2 separate regions of the Zea mays genome follow, and region 1 is linked to region 2. The links are chromatin contacts, called in public Hi-C maps. All regions are on one chromosome and are shown on one strand. The core of a region is the stretch at or near the end of the contact, and the rest is flanking DNA. Distances in the headings are between cores, read along the strand shown. Region 1 has its middle 16 kb from the start of LOC100282248. Region 2 holds the start of LOC100502270.

The links. A called contact is a pair of places that touch in the nucleus more often than the background predicts.
Region 1: a contact with region 2 is called in a Hi-C map of ear, with 1.6 times the contacts expected there. The contact joins the enhancer-like site here to the promoter of LOC100502270 in region 2. A contact is called at or near these places in 3 of 25 Hi-C or Micro-C datasets (ear, endosperm and leaf).

What each region holds. Positions count from the first base shown.
Region 1 is chr1:307,670,896-307,675,710 of Zm-B73-REFERENCE-NAM-5.0, reverse strand. No RefSeq gene overlaps it. Among protein-coding and RNA genes, the nearest start is that of LOC100282248, 16 kb to the left of the region's middle. Within about 2 kb of position 2,115, at least 16 of the 20 cell types and tissues checked have an H3K27ac peak or open chromatin away from gene starts, as enhancers often do. A contact at or near this core is called in ear and leaf, where this site is marked.
Region 2 is chr1:307,579,893-307,585,245 of Zm-B73-REFERENCE-NAM-5.0, reverse strand. LOC100502270 reads right to left here and starts at 2,620. Exons shown (of 3, transcript NM_001349037.1): 1 at 2,407-2,620; 2 at 2,121-2,292; 3 at 1,212-1,974. The coding sequence starts at 2,477. The coding sequence ends at 1,681.

The DNA of each region.
Region 1 (4,815 bases), core at 866-3,365, 91 kb before region 2:
AGTCGACCTCGTCGATGAACTGCTACATTGTCCTCTGGCGGGCCACTAGTTGCTGAAGGCGGTGCTGCATGAAGGTGCGGACTAACCTCTCACATTGTTGGCGGTAGCGGCAAGCATGTAGTCAATCATTGGCCTGAACCTCTTCTCCACACCATAAGTTCAATGAGGCTGGGTCATCGGGATGCAATGCAACTGATGAACACAGGCGCCCCCCCTCCAGGTTCCGAATGTAGAACCAGCCCCCCTCTAGCCACGCACCGAAGAAGGAAGGGGAATAGACAGGTACGATGCCATACGTGATCCACAGTGTTGGACATTGAAGGAGCTGACGAACGACTGTTCGCCCCGACCTGGGCTCACTCGCATGCTGAACAGGTGCTTCCAGAGCTTCTAGTGTGCGGCCATGCTTAGGTAGGCCTCGCACAGCGTGACAAAGCACGCTATGCGAAGGATAGTGTTCGAGTGGATATTTTGCAACTCTAGCCCATAGTAGAACAAAATCCCCCGAACGAATGGATGCGGGGGAAACACAAATCCATACTCATAAAAAGAGGCAAGAACAACCACCTCGTCATCCCGTGGCGCTGGAGTGCCGCCTCCTTCCTCAAGTCGCCACCCAAAAACTGCCTTGGGGAGAGGAACCCTTTCCTCTTTGGATCTTTGAGTCGGTTATGAGTAAGGGAGCATGCGGGAAAGGAGTCCATGGGAACATCAGGCGGCGAGGGCGAAGAAGGAAGACAAGAAGGCTTCAAAGGAAGGCAGAAGAAAACGCTTGGGCACGAGATGACGCTAAGCATCACCGAACCTAGGCATCATTCCGCGTTGTTTTATGTGCAGGAGAAGGAAACCCAGGCAGTGCTTGTAAGGTGGGCCCACACAAACCACTCACAAAGATTCGTCGCTCCGTTAACGTCGCCTTGAAAACCGGGCGAAAGACTATGTTTTTTTGCAGGAAGCCAACCTCCTCGGAAGGAGCGCCAAGAGAGCACGTGGTGGGAAGGGCTCTAGTAACGGGCTGGGAGGTTAACCACCCAATCACGCCAACTACGTGTGATACGGCGAACGAGCCATTCCATGTCCCATCGGGTCGCCCACGCTAAGCGGCGTAATGATGACCCCATATTTTACTGCGCCGCCATGAGCCCATGACAATTACACCGCGCCAATCAGGTAAAAATCAAAACGCACTTCAACTCAACGCGCAAAGTGAGGGGTGGACCGAGAAAGCTCCCAGCGAGTCATAAGCTAGGTGACCGGCTCATAGTTCATTTGCTCGGCACCACGTCGAAGGTCATACCTTAAATTTTCATGCGGAAACCCTGTGATGGGGTGGCCATGGGCCCCCTTTGGTCGGCCAAGCAGATTAGAGGGCTGGAACAGGATCGAGTAAGGAAGGACTCAATGAGATGCCCCATCAGGTCGAGCACCCTAAGTGGGATCGCTCGCCGAGACCTAACTCTATCATCAAGTTACAGACGGGTTATCCAAGTGAGATCTGACACCCTTCGATAGGGTTAGGTCTAGGCGAGCGATCCCAATGGGGGCGCTCGACCCGCTAGGGGCATCTCATTGAATCCTTCCTTATTCGATCCTATTTCGGCCCTATGATCGGGGCACGCCTGCGTTCACCAGTTGCATCCCGGTGGCCCAGCCTCATTGGACTTATGGTGCGGAGATGAGGTTTGTGAACACCTCCATTCCTTCCTTTAGAACATTTGTTTTAAGCATGAGACCTTAGAAGAGGATAGTTATTTTTAAAAGTAGAATTTAAAAATTTTGTGGTCCACTTATCTTTTGGAGCATTTTTTTGTTTGATTAAGAATTTCCAAAAAGGAATTTACTTGGTGCATTAATTCTTTCTCTTATATGGAAAATAGTTTAAATAAGTTTTGTGCTCTACCCTAAAAAGTCTTATTCCCCAAAGGAGTATTTTTATTTCCAAGGTTTTCATGATTAAGGAAAATATTTAAGAGTGTATTTGTATCTCCTTATATTTGAAAAGGAAAAGGATTTGGAAAATCACAGAAAAAGGAAAATTCTCCTCGCCCCTAGCTCGCGCCTGCTTTTGGCCTAGGTGGCCCATCAATGAGCCACACCTTCCTCTCTCTCTCTCTCTCTCTCAGCCGGGCCTCGCGTGTCAGCCATTTCCTTTCTTTTTCCTCACACTCACGCCCGAGTATGTAGCTTGTCGCCCGCGTCAAGCCGCCTCTGTCTGAATCCTTGCTCGATGTGCAGTGCACCGTGATGCTCTTCCTTTTCCCCTCGATCTCGACTGATCTTCCCTTCCCCACGCCGAGTATTTCTTTCCTTTTTGTGGTCGCCGTTTATGGAAACCGGCCAGAGTTGATTCACTCGCCGATTCCCAACGATTTGGAGCTCAATTCGCCTTGGTCTAGCCTATATAAGTATCACCTGAAGCTACAGGTGTACATTCGGACCGTCTGGCCCGGCCCAAGCCCAAAATGGCCTGACACGTTTAAATTTTGGGTCGGGGTGACCCATTTGAATTTTAGACTGTGCCGGATCGACCCACGGCCTGACACGTAATTTCTTAAACGTGCCAGGTTCATTTCGGGTGACCCGAAATTTAATTTTTGGCCCGGAATTCAATTTTTGGTCCGGAATTCACATCAGGTCCCAAAATTCACATTAGAGCCCTAAAATCAAAACAAATTTAATGAAACAAATAAAAGATAAGACAAATAAATTTTACCAAAAGCAAACTTAATATCTGTATTAAGTTACAGGACTACGCAGTGACTACCTCGTTTAAAAATCATTTTGTTAGAAGGAAAAAAAGTATAATTAACTATATACAAAGTTTTAAATTCGATTCATTATCTAATGTTCATAACAAAAGTAAAATTACATCACATACTCTAATTCAAAGCTTCAAAAAACATCTAACTAGCATCATCTCTAGCTTTGCGTTCTTTATCAAGTACATAAAAGTGTGGAATGAAGTGTGATTTTAATGAATATATGAGCATTTTCGTGCCTCTATATGGGCCATTTCGTGCCTGCCTTAAACAGGTTGTGCTCGTGCCTGCCCATGGGCCACGACCTCGGCCCAAACCCGACCCTATATATTGGGTCGTGCCGGTCCGACACTAAAATATTTCGGGTCGTGCCGTGCCTGGGCCGTGCTTTTTTCGTGCTTCGGGCCAGCCCATTAGGCTCGGCCCAAATATACATCTATACCTGAAGCCCCGCCTTCGATTCCAAGCACCAGTGCCCCCTCCCCAAGCCTCGCTGCCTCTATCCACGCTCACCGTCGCCGCCGACCCGCCATAGCCCGTGGCCAGGAACCCCCCCAGCGTCCCTATGTCTGTGCCAAGGCCGCCATCGTGATTCTGGGAGCTTGTTGGTGCTTCCTCAGTCTTCTCCGAGCTCTCCCGGCCCTTAGTCCAGCACAATCGCGTAGCCCCAACCCCGTCGGAGTTCATTGCACCGTCACCACTCATCGCTGACCCTCTCTGCTACCCTAACCCCCTTGGTGAGGCCCTCGACCGTGTTTGACTTCACCCCAACTCCCTCCCAAGCTATTCTCCCAGCATGTTAAGCCCCAGAGCATCGTTCCGGCCAACTCCGGTGAGCCCGATGGCTGTGCGCCGCCGCACGCTGTCCACCCCTTCGCCCTGGCTTGCTGGCTGTGGAGCCGCGCACGCATGTTGAGCCACACGATCTGGTTCGTTGGATCATGATCGATCGATCGACATTAGTCAAGCCGAGTCGCTCGCCTATTTTAAATCATAGTGCTTAGATCTAGATCGGACAGTCCCCATCGACCGATACCTTTTCGCCTGAGTCGCGTCGTTAAATTTGTAAAAGAGCCACTGAGTTATTATCTTTTTACCCATCGTTTCTCGTAGTTCAAAGATCATTACCGTTAGGTCTTGAATCTTATGGTTTAGTGCTTAGTAACCTTACCTGAAATATGGGCAAATGGGGAAGCGGTTGACAGTGGCAGCTCATGTTAACATGGGGACATAGTCTTGGCTAAGCTACCTATAACACCCTGAATTTTTGGGGTATAAAAATGTCTTTGCTCTGTACTCAAAATCCAGGTGTTATCCTCCCTTTCTTCACTTTTCTTTTTCCCTTGCTTAAAACAATAGAGTATTTTGTTCTATATTGGCATGAGCCCGAGAAGTGTCCTGGTTGTTGCATTCATGTTGTTGCATAATGTTTCTAAGTGCAAAAGGTATTTGGAACATGTTAATATATTTTGTAGAAGTTTCCCGTAAATGTTCATATTTTCTAAATATTATCCTATTTTCTGAAATTCAAAATCTATTTATTTGAGGTACTTAAAAACTTTTCCAAAAGTTCTAAATAACTTTTTTGAGTTCATTTGGTGCCAAATCATGTCTAGCAATTCTCCTAGATTTTTGGAGCCATCAAAATATTTTTTGGATATTAAAAACGATTTGAGCCTTATGGGATAATTACGAAAAATAAAATATCTTCAAACCCTAGTAATATATATATGGCTGGAATCCTCTCGTCGAGCCCTTTCCGGATTTCGAAACCCTATCCCTAGTCTAGATCTGAAACTCTCGGAATTGCTCGCCGAAGTTCAGGATGATTCCAACTCCCACGACAACTCAAATGAGCAATTACTTTTGATCCATGCGTCGTCGGTGGAATCCGAGGGTATCGCTGCGTTCGTATCGTCGAGAGCTTTGATTTGGTGCTTTCGATTCATCGATCGGACCTTCGATTCACCGTCAATCAAAGGATTTCTCCTCGGCTCGGGCGAGGGCCTTCTTCTTTGGTGAGCTACCTCCATTGTTCTTCGTGTTTCTTCTTCGT
Region 2 (5,353 bases), core at 1,371-3,870:
GTTCAAGACTCAAAAAATGGAAGTGAGTTCACCGGAGGTGGGCGCCAATGTTGGGGACTTGTTCTCAAATACTATGAATCAAGAACAAGGCAACACAAAATGTTAAATATCAAAAAGCCCTTCGTCCTTCAAATCATTACTTCCTTTCGAACATAATGAATTTAGGACGAAGGTCATGAAGGTCTTACCTTCATGATCATGATAAAAAATGGAGAACATTCAAACAAAATAAAGAAGGTGACACAATTATTACAAATATTATTATTAATCTATTTCTTCTTTTTATTACTTATTTGAACAAGAATAAATTACAAGTATACCTTCGGTTTGAAGGAGAAGAGTACAGGCGTGACGCAAAAGTGAATGCCCAGTCAGCGTGAACAGTACGGGAATACTGTTCACCTATTTATAGGCACGGGTCGCAGCCCATGCAAAATTACATTAATACTCTTTACATTTATCAATAACTCTATGATAATTCTTCGAGGTCAAATCTGGTTTTTTATCTTTAAGTCGGTTTCTTTTTCCGCTGCTATCCCGAAGCTCTTCTACACACAGCTTCGGCTCTGCGCCAACCTTCGTGTTCTTTGTGCTTCTTCATACCGTGGCTCTGATCCGAGTCCGAAGATACCTGTTAATGTACTTTACTCCAGAAACATTGTTAAATCATGTTTTTAGGTCCTTCGGAAGCCGAAGGCTTCCAACATCTACTATTTATTATGAATAAGAAGATGTCCACACTCCTATGACGTTCTTTCCTTGGAGCTTAATAGACAGCGCCAGGCGGACGTAGTCCTCGACGCCAATGGTCATGTACATCGGCACATACCTGCCGTTGGTGAGCACCTTGACGACGTAGTCCTCGACGCTGATCCACGCACGGCACCTCCTGGTTAATCACTGTCGAACGTTGCTCGCCGTCTACCACAGGAAGCAGCAAAGGTAACAGGTAGCTGACGGCGTGACATCCAAGCAGATTAATCACTGCCGAACACTCCTATTAATGCAGAGATCGAGTCTATATCGACGTTTGCATGTTGATCGAAACTCTCTCCTACGCTTTTATTTCGTCGAAGCCGATCGTGCCATGTTTCATAATAGCAGAAATCTCCGAGAGCAGAAGGTGATGGTGAAACGAACCCCGTCACACTGCGGCTGCTCTTAGCCTCACAGATTACTCAAGAAGAAAAGGAACAAGACATGTCACTTTTGCATTCGTCATCTTCCTTTTAATATTTTTGCATTGAAGAAACAAGAGGAATACACTGCTACTTGCATACAGGCTTCCTCCCAAAACAAGCACTTGCTTTGACTAGAACTAGAACTAGAACTAGAACTTACGGCGACCGATTAATTACATACAAATGATCCCGCTAACGTTTCTGGAAGTTGAAGAACTTGATGGAATAACCGAATACGAAGAAGAACACAATGACGTAGGCGAAATGGACGAGCACAACATAGCCGAGTAAGTCATGCTGGATGCCGAGATTATCCTTCAAGAACTGCTTCACCACCACGGGCGTCCCACCGGGAACTGAAAGCTCACCTTCGTTCTCGCCAAACTGAGACGCAACAACGCCATAGATGGTCCACGACACAGGGTTCGCCCAGTAGTACCACCTCCACCAAATTGGTATTGCCTGCGAATCATCAGATCAGATCAGATCAGAGTCTCACTCAAATTTTGGAACCCAGAAGAGTAGCTTGCATGCTCACCGGTCTAACGATGAGGAATCCAGCAAAGAGGTTCCACAGAGGTAGAGCAAACGTGATGAGAATGTTCGCGAGCAATGCGGAGGGAGTGCATGCTACCAACATCATGCCGAACAATGTGAAGTAGTTGAAGCTTGCAGTGATGAAAAACAGGAAATAGAAGAATTTATCCGCTTTCCAGTCATATCCGATCATCGCATATATGATGACTGTGTACAGTATCCCCTGTAAGATGGTGTAGATGACCTCCACACATGTCTGCCAAAACCAAATGTCAAATGAACCCTTAAATGGATGCATGGATTTAGTTAGTGATGATAGCTCACAGATAAGATGCTCATATCCACGTTATTGTGTTATGTCCTAATGACGTAAATAAAAGGGGCTATTTGGTTAAAGGTTACCTGAGCAAATGCATAGGATAACGGAGAGTACATCCCCGCTGCCTTCTCACGGTAGAAAACTGCTCGCTCAATCGATACAACAGGCTGAACCGTGATGCAATTTGAAGCCCCAAGAAAGAATGTAGCAGCGTAAGTGGCTCCAAGCAGATTATATAAATCTTGTTGTGAATCTCTGTGTATCATAAGTAAATTAAAAATGTATTATTGCCACCATAAACACCAAAGTAGAATTCATCCAGACACTTTTATTTTCAAATACAGCATCAAAGTAGCTAGAGGCCCATACATGTTCTTTCCTTTTTGCCAAAATACTGTACCAAATACAAGGCCAAAGAGACATGTCATCAGATAGCGCATAGCATTGTAGGGTGGATTCTTCCAGTACGAACGGTATTGCTTCCAAAAGTTTGCGGCACATTGACCGTAGAAATTCTGTGAATATTTTGTAGGAAATGACAGGTCCTGGTTGTCTGATCGGGGAATACTCAACTCCTTGATAACCTCTTGATTTTTCCTGCTCATAGTTATAAAGGGAGAATATTTGTCAATAATATGAAACTATATCCCCTACATTTCACAATTTTTGTCCTATTCTATTCCTAGCATAAACCAAGGAATCATCTAATCTAAGAAGGTAGGAACCAATTTTTTTATTCCACGATGGACAAGCAATATGAAACCATGCTCCCCAAGAAAACAAACAATAATAAAAAACTGGACCTGTGGGGGAGACCGCACCACGACATTGCATTTAAGATGAAGACCTTTTTACGCAAGTCCAGAAAACTTCTGAACCCCTGTCCCACTCATACACAACGACACCGTAGCCCATGTGAGAATGGCCGCGACCAAGACTGGACCTTAGACCTGTGCTTTGGCGTGAACTTTTTTTAACCCAAGTCTGAGATTCGCTCCCACGTGGAGTCGAACTCAGGACCTGAGTGCTACTCAGACCACCTAACCAACTCAGCTAGAGGTCCTTTCGCGAAAACAAACAATAATATGAACGTGGGAAGTAAAATGACACAGGATGCCATTTTCACTCTCTTTCACTTTTTTCTTGTGAAATAAGGATTGATAGAACAAATCAGTGATAAAGAATGGTCTTGTTGAAAAATTGAGGCTGGTTACCTATAAAGCACAGAGCTTGCATAAATTTCAGCAAAATTCATGTTCAATCGAGCCTCAGATAGAGGAGAACTAACTTCCAGCACCCATGTTGCAGGATTATATCCTTCTGTGATCTTTGGAACACCTGGAATCGCCTGCAGGAAAATGAGATCAAAAAAAGTTTAACGCACACTGTTGAACACTGTTGGTAAACCCTGCATGACTGCATAAAGCTCATGACTTATTTGGTCTTTGCTGAACTGGTGTGTGTGTGTGTGTTTGTGAGCAAGCTATGCATTTCACTTGAGAAACATATAAAAATGTCTCATTCCCAAACCCGAACACATAAGAAAAGAGATCGAACCTCAAAATATTCAACTAGTTTGTGAGAGTGGCGACCAAGTTCACCAGCATAAATAACCTGACCTCCACGTTTCAAAAGCAGAAGCTGGAAAACAAACCAGTTGTGAGGATATCACAATGGAAAAAACTAAAACATTAAATGGTTTCTAGATGTGCACACGCAGACTTTTGAGGGAGGGAGAGAGAGGACCTCATCAAAAGACTCAAATATGTCGATGCTGGGCTGATGGATTGTGCAGACCACAGTACGCCCAGTGTTAACCGTATTTCTTACTGTACGCATGACAATTGCCGCAGCTCGAGCATCAAGACCAGAAGTTGGTTCATCCATGAAGATGATTGAAGGGTTTGCTACCAGCTCCACAGCAATTGTCAGCCTTTTTCTTTGCTCAGTTGATAACCCACTAACTCCAGGGAGACCCACTAGAGCGTCGCGCAACACATCAAGCTCTACAAGGGCCATCACTTCCTCCACAAACATCTAAATGGTTTAAGTTGAAACAACTTGGTCAGAAACAATTGCTGCTTGGAATTTCAAATATATATGTATAGAACAGGGTATATTTAATTCAGTGAGAAGCTTGCCGGTCGCCTTAAGTACCTTTTTTGTACCATCATCAATATCTGAGGAAAGACGCAACCAAGCAGAGTAGGTGATGGATTCAAATACAGTAACATTTGGAGAATGGATATCAGTTTGTTCACAATAACCACTAATCCGGGCAAAAGTTTCTTGTTTTTTGGGGTATCCCGACAGGGTAATATCTCCTTCAATAGCTCCACTAGTTTTCCTTCCTGCCAGGACATCCATTAAAGTGGTCTTTCCAGCTCCACTCACACCAACCAGTGCTGTTAGAACCCCTGGCCTAAAAGTGCCACTGATATCAGAGAGTAGTTGTAAACGGCTTTCTGTGAATCCTTGTTCCTTCATTTCCTGAAAAATAAGATCTGAATATCAGATGTTATGATTTTAGATAGAGGCTGTTCTCTAATTCATGTATGCCTTTAAGTGTTTATGCATTTACTTACTGCAGGCATGTCGACGTAATAGTTTACATGGTTAAAGCAAAGTGCAAGAGGCTGGAAAGGCAAAGTGACTCGTGATTGAGCTAGCGTGTTTGTTCCTCCATTAGTGCCTGCAGAAATAGGATACAAAGGTATGCACAAAATATTAATGCTTAGAATATCCATGCATGGGAAATAGAAGGCATCGATACCTTGTAAATTAAAACATGAAAAGTCCAACCAATATACTAGACAAAAGAATGTTTATTAAACTCGGTTTGTGGGGGGTAAGGCAGTCCCCAGGTATTGTATTAAGAAAAATTATCATGCATGTCAAGAGAACCTCTGAACCCCTATCCCAGCCATACACAGTGGCACCGTAGCCCATGTGAAAACGACCACGACCGAGGCTAGACCTTAGATCTGTGCTTTGACGTGGGACAAACAAGAGGATTTTTTAACCCCTAAAATTCGCTCGCACGAGGAGTCGAACTCAAGACCTGAAGAGTACTACTTAGACTACCTAACTAACTTATCTAGAGACTCTTTCACATAAAAGAATGTTTTAGAGGATGCAGTAGTCTAATATGCATGAACAAGATACGCTAAAAGAGATTGAAACATGACAGCTACATGTGTTTGCACCTGGATCACTGGATACAACTTGGGATATTTCATCTTTGCTTCTTCTTGCATCTTTCCTTCTTCCTTCCAATGCCATTTCATTTACATCATCCTCACCTTCTGAAACCAGG